2 separate regions of the Sus scrofa genome follow, and region 1 is linked to region 2. The links are chromatin contacts, called in public Hi-C maps. All regions are on one chromosome and are shown on one strand. Each heading gives the region's core, a stretch centred on a gene start, on an enhancer-like site or on the middle of the called end of the contact. The rest is flanking DNA. Distances are from core to core; before and after follow the strand shown.

What was found. A called contact is a pair of places that touch in the nucleus more often than the background predicts.
Region 1: a contact with region 2 is called in a Hi-C map of retroperitoneal adipose tissue, with 1.9 times the contacts expected there. The contact joins the promoter of TRIT1 here to the enhancer-like site in region 2. A contact is called at or near these places in 6 of 47 Hi-C or Micro-C datasets (fetal heart ventricle, fetal skeletal muscle, liver and 2 more) and 1 of 2 datasets of contacts at active chromatin or transcription factors (alveolar macrophages).

The regions. Positions count from the first base shown.
Region 1 is chr6:95,681,913-95,685,423 of Sscrofa11.1, reverse strand. It overlaps TRIT1 (tRNA dimethylallyltransferase, mitochondrial), which reads left to right and starts at 1,607. Exons shown (of 9, transcript XM_021095994.1): 1 at 1,607-1,805. The coding sequence starts at 1,632.
Region 2 is chr6:95,613,335-95,616,639 of Sscrofa11.1, reverse strand. No RefSeq gene overlaps it. Among named protein-coding and RNA genes, the nearest start is that of BMP8B, 16 kb to the right of the region's middle. Within about 2 kb of position 1,944, at least 9 of the 83 cell types and tissues checked have an H3K27ac peak or open chromatin away from gene starts, as enhancers often do. A contact at or near this core is called in retroperitoneal adipose tissue, where this site is marked.

The DNA.
Region 1 (3,511 bases), core at 358-2,857, 69 kb before region 2:
CCAAACGTTTGAGAAATGTATTTATTGGCAATCATTCCAGGCAGGTCTGTCATATACTGTAAACATTCAGGAGTGATTCCTTCCACCCAAGGGTGATGGGACTTGAGAGCTAGGCAGAGCCAAGTAGTAATCTCAGAGAGAAAGCAATTAGAACTCTTAAATTGGCTAACAAGGGGTTAGTAGAAAAGGTATTTAGGCACTTTTCACACGTTACTGAACATTTCTATGCCTTTAGGCTGCTGCCCTTACCTCTTTAGTGTGGCAGATGGGGTGTTACTATTATAATAATACAAAGTGTTCAACAAATGGTGGTTATTATGTGCCAGGGCATTGTAGCAAGCACTTTTCAGACATTACTTCATTTTGTCCTTATGGCAATCCGAGAGGTATTTAACAATGAGAAAACTGAGGCTAAGAGGTGAAGCTAATTGTGTGAAGTCATGCAGCTGATAAGTGGCAGTGTTGGGATTAGAACCTAGGTTCATCTGATTCTAAAGCCCTTTCTTTCCTTCCTCCCTTCCTTCCTCCCTTCCTTTCTTTCTGTCACCCCGAGACACTCAGAAGTTCTCGGGCAGGGCTCGAACCCAAGTCACAGCAGTGACCAAAGCTGCTGCAGTGACAAGAATGTGTCTTTAACCTGCTGTACCACAGAAGAACTCCTTGTGGGTTGTTCACATGCTTGTTCTTTCTCTGTTTTCACCCCATCTCTTTTCTCCTTTTACCAAAGAGATGCAAAATTTTATTCTGCCCTCCGATTGTGTCTGAGCTTGAGTTTGGGGTGAAAACATTAGAGCAGCCGCCCTTGCCTGAGAACTAGGCAGATCCAATCCTGGAGAACGCCACACCTCTGAGCTCATTGGCTTTAGCACTAGGTAGACAAGCCATTCTCTTCTCCATTAAAAATTGTTGGGTGTCTATTGCGTATCAGGTACTGCGCGAAGCACTGGAGATACAGCAATGACCTAGGCAGAATCTGTTCCTTGCCTTTATAGGACAGTCTGGAGTGAAAGTCAGACAATAGACAAGAGGTCTGTGTAAATTTCATACTGTAAGCAGTCCTGTGAAGAAAAAGAACTGGGTGCCGTGAAAAAAGCATAAAAATAGATCTATTTTAGATACGACTAACATCCCCCACTTAAAAGACGAAGTAGTTGTTCTCACAGCAGTTCGTTTTTTTTTTTTTTTTTTAAAGATTTTTTTTTTTTTAATTAGGGCTTTTTTTTTTTTTTTTTTTTGGCTTTTGTAGGGCCGCTCCCACGGCATATGGAGGTTCCCAGGCTAGGGGTCTAATCGGAGCTGTAGCTGCCGGCCTACACCAGAGCCACAGCAACATGGGATCCAAGCCGTGTCTGTGACCTACAGCACAGCTCATGGCAACGCCGGATCCTTAACCCACTGAGCAAGACCGGGGATGGAACCTGCAACCTCATGGTTCCTAGTCAGATTCGTTAACCACTGCGCCACGACGGGAACTCCAGCAGTTCGTTGATAGCAGTCACATCGGGAGCTTCCGAGCTTGGAAGTTTGTCCCCTTCGCTAGTCACCCTCCCTACGGTACCTGAGGTCCGCGCCTGCGCATTAATGGTTGCCATGGGGACAGCTGCTCCAGCGCAAGCGCAGACGTCTCTAAGATGGCGGCTGTGGCGGCTGCACGAGCAGTGTCTGTGGGCCCGGGGCTCCGGGACCTGAAACGAACGCTCCCTCTTGTAGTGATTCTCGGGGCCACAGGGACGGGCAAATCTACCCTAGCGCTACAGCTAGGCCAGCGACTTGGCGGCGAGATCATCAGCGCTGACTCTATGCAGGTATGACAGTGCGGCTGTCCCCGGCCTGTGCAATCGGAGGCCGCGTGCCGGCCTCTGGCCGAATGGATACCCTGGCGCTTGGGTGGTAGGGGGTGAACCCCGAGGCTTGTGGGGCGGCGGGGTGGGTGAAGGACGCCCAAAATGACCAGACGCCCACTCTGTGCCAGACGTCGTGCCAGGTGTTTCACGTCCATCATCCCATTTACTTTCTCACGACATTGCTGTTGGTTGTAGGTTATATTATCATCTCCATTTACGGATGCGGGAATTCACCTAGAGAGGTGAAAACAATTATCTCCACGTCACGTAGCGAATACGTGGCGGAGATGGCATGTGAACCTACAAGGTTGACATATAGGCGTCCAGTAAATAACTTTTTGAATGAAAGTTATTCCTGAGCTTTTGCCATTTAGAGTTCCCAGGATAAATCAGTTACTATCTACGAGTCTCTGCTGAGGGAATGGAGCAGGGTCGATAGTCCGGAGACCTGGATTCTCGTCCTGAATCTGCCTTCGCCCACGTGACGTAAACATTGTTAACCATGGTTTGGGGACGTTCTGTATCTGTGAAGTGGAGAAAATGCCACCTACCTCACAGGGCTGTAATGCTTCATAAGTGAGATCACGCGAGTTAGAATGAGGAGCAAGGCGGCCTGTCCTGAAAAAAGCCAGGAGTTCGATAAATGCGTGTTGCAACTGAGATTATTAACTTACTGACTGATGGGAGTCAGGAGGTTTTGCCCTCTTCCTTGAGCCACAGGGAGGCCCAGAAGGAGTGTAGTACACATAACACTTGGCAGCATTTGTGCTCCAGTTGAGGGTGGGTGACATTTGAGGTAAATATCTGATGGAGGAATTACAAGCACTGTTTGTTGAAGAGAATTTAGTTAAGAGTTTTCACAGAGTAAATGAGATGCTTAACGGGAAATGCCTGGTGCTGAACCTAACACATGATAGGTACTCAACAGGAGGGGCAGTCCTTCTTCCCACTGTACCCCATAAGCCTCCAGGCATGGTTTCTACTCTCATTAATTCGTTTGGGGGCACAGCCGTCAGCACACTTCAGATGATTAGGATAATTCAACAAATATTTTTTCGAAACCCCTACTTTGTGCAACTTCTACTTTTTTCTTTTCTTTTTTGGCTGCTCCTTGGTATATGGAGTTTTCAGGCCAGTGATCAAGTCCATGCCACAGTTTGTGACCTATGCCGCAGCTGGGGCCATGCTGCATCCTTTAGCTCACTGTGCTGGGCTGGGGATCAGACCCGAGTCCTAGTACTGCAGAGACCCATCGATCCTATTATACTATAGTGGGAGTTCCTACTTTGTGCTGGCTTTGAGAGACAGGCTTTAGCTCAAATCCCAGCCATGTCTTTTAAAGATATGCAACTTCAGCCTGACCTCTTTGTGTCTTTGTTTCTTCTGTAAAATAGGAAAAATAAGATCAACAACGTAATCTTACTGTGATGATTAAACAAGATTAATAAATATGCGAAGTACTTAATATAATTTCAGGCATGTAGTAAGTGCTAAAAATATGATAGGTATTATTTTCTGCAAGGTCCACAAGACAAAATTGCAGTCCCTGTCTTCACAGAATCTAGCTAGTCCAGCTAAACATGAAACAAAGCAAGTTAATAAATGTTCGAACTAAGATGCTTTGCAAGGTGTGGGGAGGGGAGAGACTACAAGTATTAGATTCTATG
Region 2 (3,305 bases), core at 695-3,194:
GTCGAATCGGAGCTACAGCTGCCAGCATACACCACAGCCACAACACAGGATCCGAGCTGCGTCTGCTACCTACACCACAGCTCATGGCATCGCCGGATCCTTAACCCACTGAGCAAGGCCAGGGATCACACCTGCAACCTCTTGGTTCCTAGTCGAATTCGTTTCTGCTGCACCACGACGGAAACTCCCTTGTTGGGTGTATCTTGAGCAAAGCACTAGAAGTTCCTTAGAGGGAGGGAGGTCCGGCCCTTGAGGGGTCAGCCAGCCTATAACCCATTCCTTCCTCCTTCCTTCCCTCCTGCTGTGAGCAGGACTTTGGGAGCATAGATTTGGGCAAGGGACCACCTCACTGCTGCTCTTTCTATTCAGATGGGGCCTGGCCCAGAGCCCCAGGCCAGCATCAAGACTTGCCCCAAGCATGTGCTCTAGTGACTGCTGCCATCAGGGCCACTGCCAGCCCATGTGGTGCTTATGATGATTCAGAAAAAGAAGCTGCTTCCTCCAGGTGGACACAGCTCCCTCCTGGGCCCCCAGCAGTGCTGAGTGGAGCAGGGCAAGGAGCTGGACTTCAACCCCTACTTGCATCTCATTTGTGTGAGCCTGTGCAGACCCAGCCTGCACTGTCTTATTCAGGGACAACGCCTCTGAGGCTCATTCCTGAACCATGACCCCAGACCAAACCGTCTTCCCCTGACCTGAATATGCCCCTGGCTGGGCAAAAGGAGATCATTCCAGAGGTGGTCCCTCTTTGCTGGTCCAGCCAACTTTAGACAGCAGGGCAAGAACTCAGGAGGGGTCCCCTAGAAAAAGTTCCCAACGCCCTTAGTAGGAGCCTTCTTCCCAGGCAGCACCCTCTGGCCCTGGAGCAGCTCCTGGATGAAGGAGCTCCCAGCTCTGTCGGTAGCCTTGAGGCTATTCTGGGGGCAGGAGATGCGCTGACCTCCAGTCTGTGAGTCTGGGTGGAAGAGCAGGCAGAGGTGGCACCGAGGTGGCACCCTCAGGCCTGGCTTCCAGGCCCCTGAGCTCCCTGCCCAGGGTGCAGACCAGGGAGCTGTGGGCTCAGGGTTTCTCCTCATTCTAGTCCCTGTCATTCACCATAGGCCCAGGGCATGGCTCCCTGTACCCACAACAGGGCCAGCTCAGAGTGTGATCTGCACAAATGGATGAGCGAAAGAATCATACAGAGGAAGAGGCCTTCCTGAAGCAGGTGGGGCTGCCAGGGCCTGAGGTCCCAGGACCCTCGCCCCGGCCCTCACTCCCTCGGGACTTTGAGCCTCCCCTCCCCTTCTACACAATAGGCAAAAATGACGCCTGCCTCCCTTGGTTGCCAGACAACTTCCTACTAATAATAAATATAGCAACAGCAATAATAATAAGGCCGCCACTTCTCCAGAACTTTCTCTGTGTTCAGCACTTCCCAGGAATCCTCACAAGGTGATATGAGGGAGGTGCTCTCCCCATCTTAAAAAGAGATTGATCAGTTCCCTTCAGGGCTCAGCAGTTAATGAACCTGACTAGGATCCATGAGGGTGTGGGTTCGATCCCTGGCCTCGCTCAGTGGGTTAAGGATCCGATGTTGCCGTGAGCTGTGGTGTAGGTCAGTTGTGGCTCAGATCCTGTGTTGCTATGGCTCTGGTGCAGGCTGGCAGCTGTAGCTCCAATTTGACCCCTAGCCTGGGAATCTCCATCTGCCACGGATGTGGCCCTGAAAAAAGAGCTTGGTGATGCCTCGGTGATGATGAGCCTTGCTCAGGAAAGGCAGCTGGATCCCTTGTGTGCAGGGCAGCGGGGGTTGTGTGGGACTGCAGGTGCCTGTGGAGCTCACAGCTGGGGAAGGAGCCTGGACCATGATCTAGAATCCATGCCCACCATGACTCCTTGCAGGTGCTGAGGGTCACCTGAGTCCAGGGTCAAGGTCAAAGCTCCTGGGAGGCTGGAGTCCTGGGCTCTGGCCCCACTTCTGCTTATGATCAGCTCTGCCACCTGTGTGGGTCACTATCCCTCCCTGACCTCAGTTTGTCCTGTTGTAAAGTGAGAAACAGGAATCTCTTCACAAAGAAAGACTAAGAGGAAGTTCAGGAAGGCATGGGGCGTGGGTGTGACTGTCTGGCTTCTCTCTGCCCCCTGGTGGACACCAGCAGCTTAGCACCCAGGGGAAACCGACAGCCAGAAAAGATTAACTCCCAGGGACTAGCTATGAGACTTCTGCCAAGGATCCTATCCTTTGGGGCCCCAGTCTCCATCTGTTAAGTGGAGACAATAATAGTACAACTGCATCAGGATGTTGTGAAGATTAAGTGTAACAGTGAGTATAAAACACATGCTATTGAGCTACACACAGATGTGCCCAATACCTGCCAATCATTATCATAACCCCTTCTCCTCCATCTCCCTGATCTACCAGTCACAAGCCCTGCTGACTCCCCCTCCTCTTGCATCCCCTCCACCTCCTAGACCAGGCCTTGTCATATGGATTTCTCCAAAAGCCTCACCCCGCCCCCATCCCACAGCCTCCTGCACCTCCCCTGTGACACAGTCTGCCCACGCCCCAAGGCCAGACCTGAAAATGCCTCATGCCAGAGAGCTGTCCAAACCCCTGAGCCAGGCTTGGGGGTGGGTGGGGGGAACCCTGCCCACCTCTGCAGCCTCAGTCAGCCTGCACCTTTCTGCTCCCTGTATTCTGACCACACTCAGCACCCACCATCCCTCCATTTAGGCCCTGGGGTCCTGCCTCCCAGATGAGTTCATTGAAAGGTTCCTTAAACTGTCCTTGCTTCCTTCGCCCTTCCCCACCTCTGCTGTAGCCCCAAACCCTCCTTAGGTCTCTGTTTTCTCATCTGCCAAATGGAACTATGGTGATGAGGATGCAAAGAGGGAATATACAGAAGTACGTGGCCCCCAGTAGCCACCAGACAGAAGCCAGGTGCCTACAACTGGGAAGGAGGGTTCCAACATCTGTGCAATCGGGGAGTCATGCCTGGGTGGGGCGGGGGCAGAGGCATGCAGTGCGGCAAGAGCCCCCAGACCCCGCCACAGCCCACCCAGCAGGGGGACCCTCTGAGCAGGTAAGCACGGCCTGGGCTTCCAGGTGGAGCACAGAGCCTGGGTGGCCCCTTCGTGGGACCCTGCTCACCATCTCACTGTAGGACCAAATGGAGAACTGTCCCTCTGGCTTGGTGGCCCCAGGGAGCAGCACTGGGGCTGAAGCACTAATGACCCTGACCCTGATTTAAGAGGAGGGAGGCACCTGGCAGGAGGCAGACCCCTTCTGACCCTCTGTCAGGTCTGGGGCCAGGGCAGTGGAC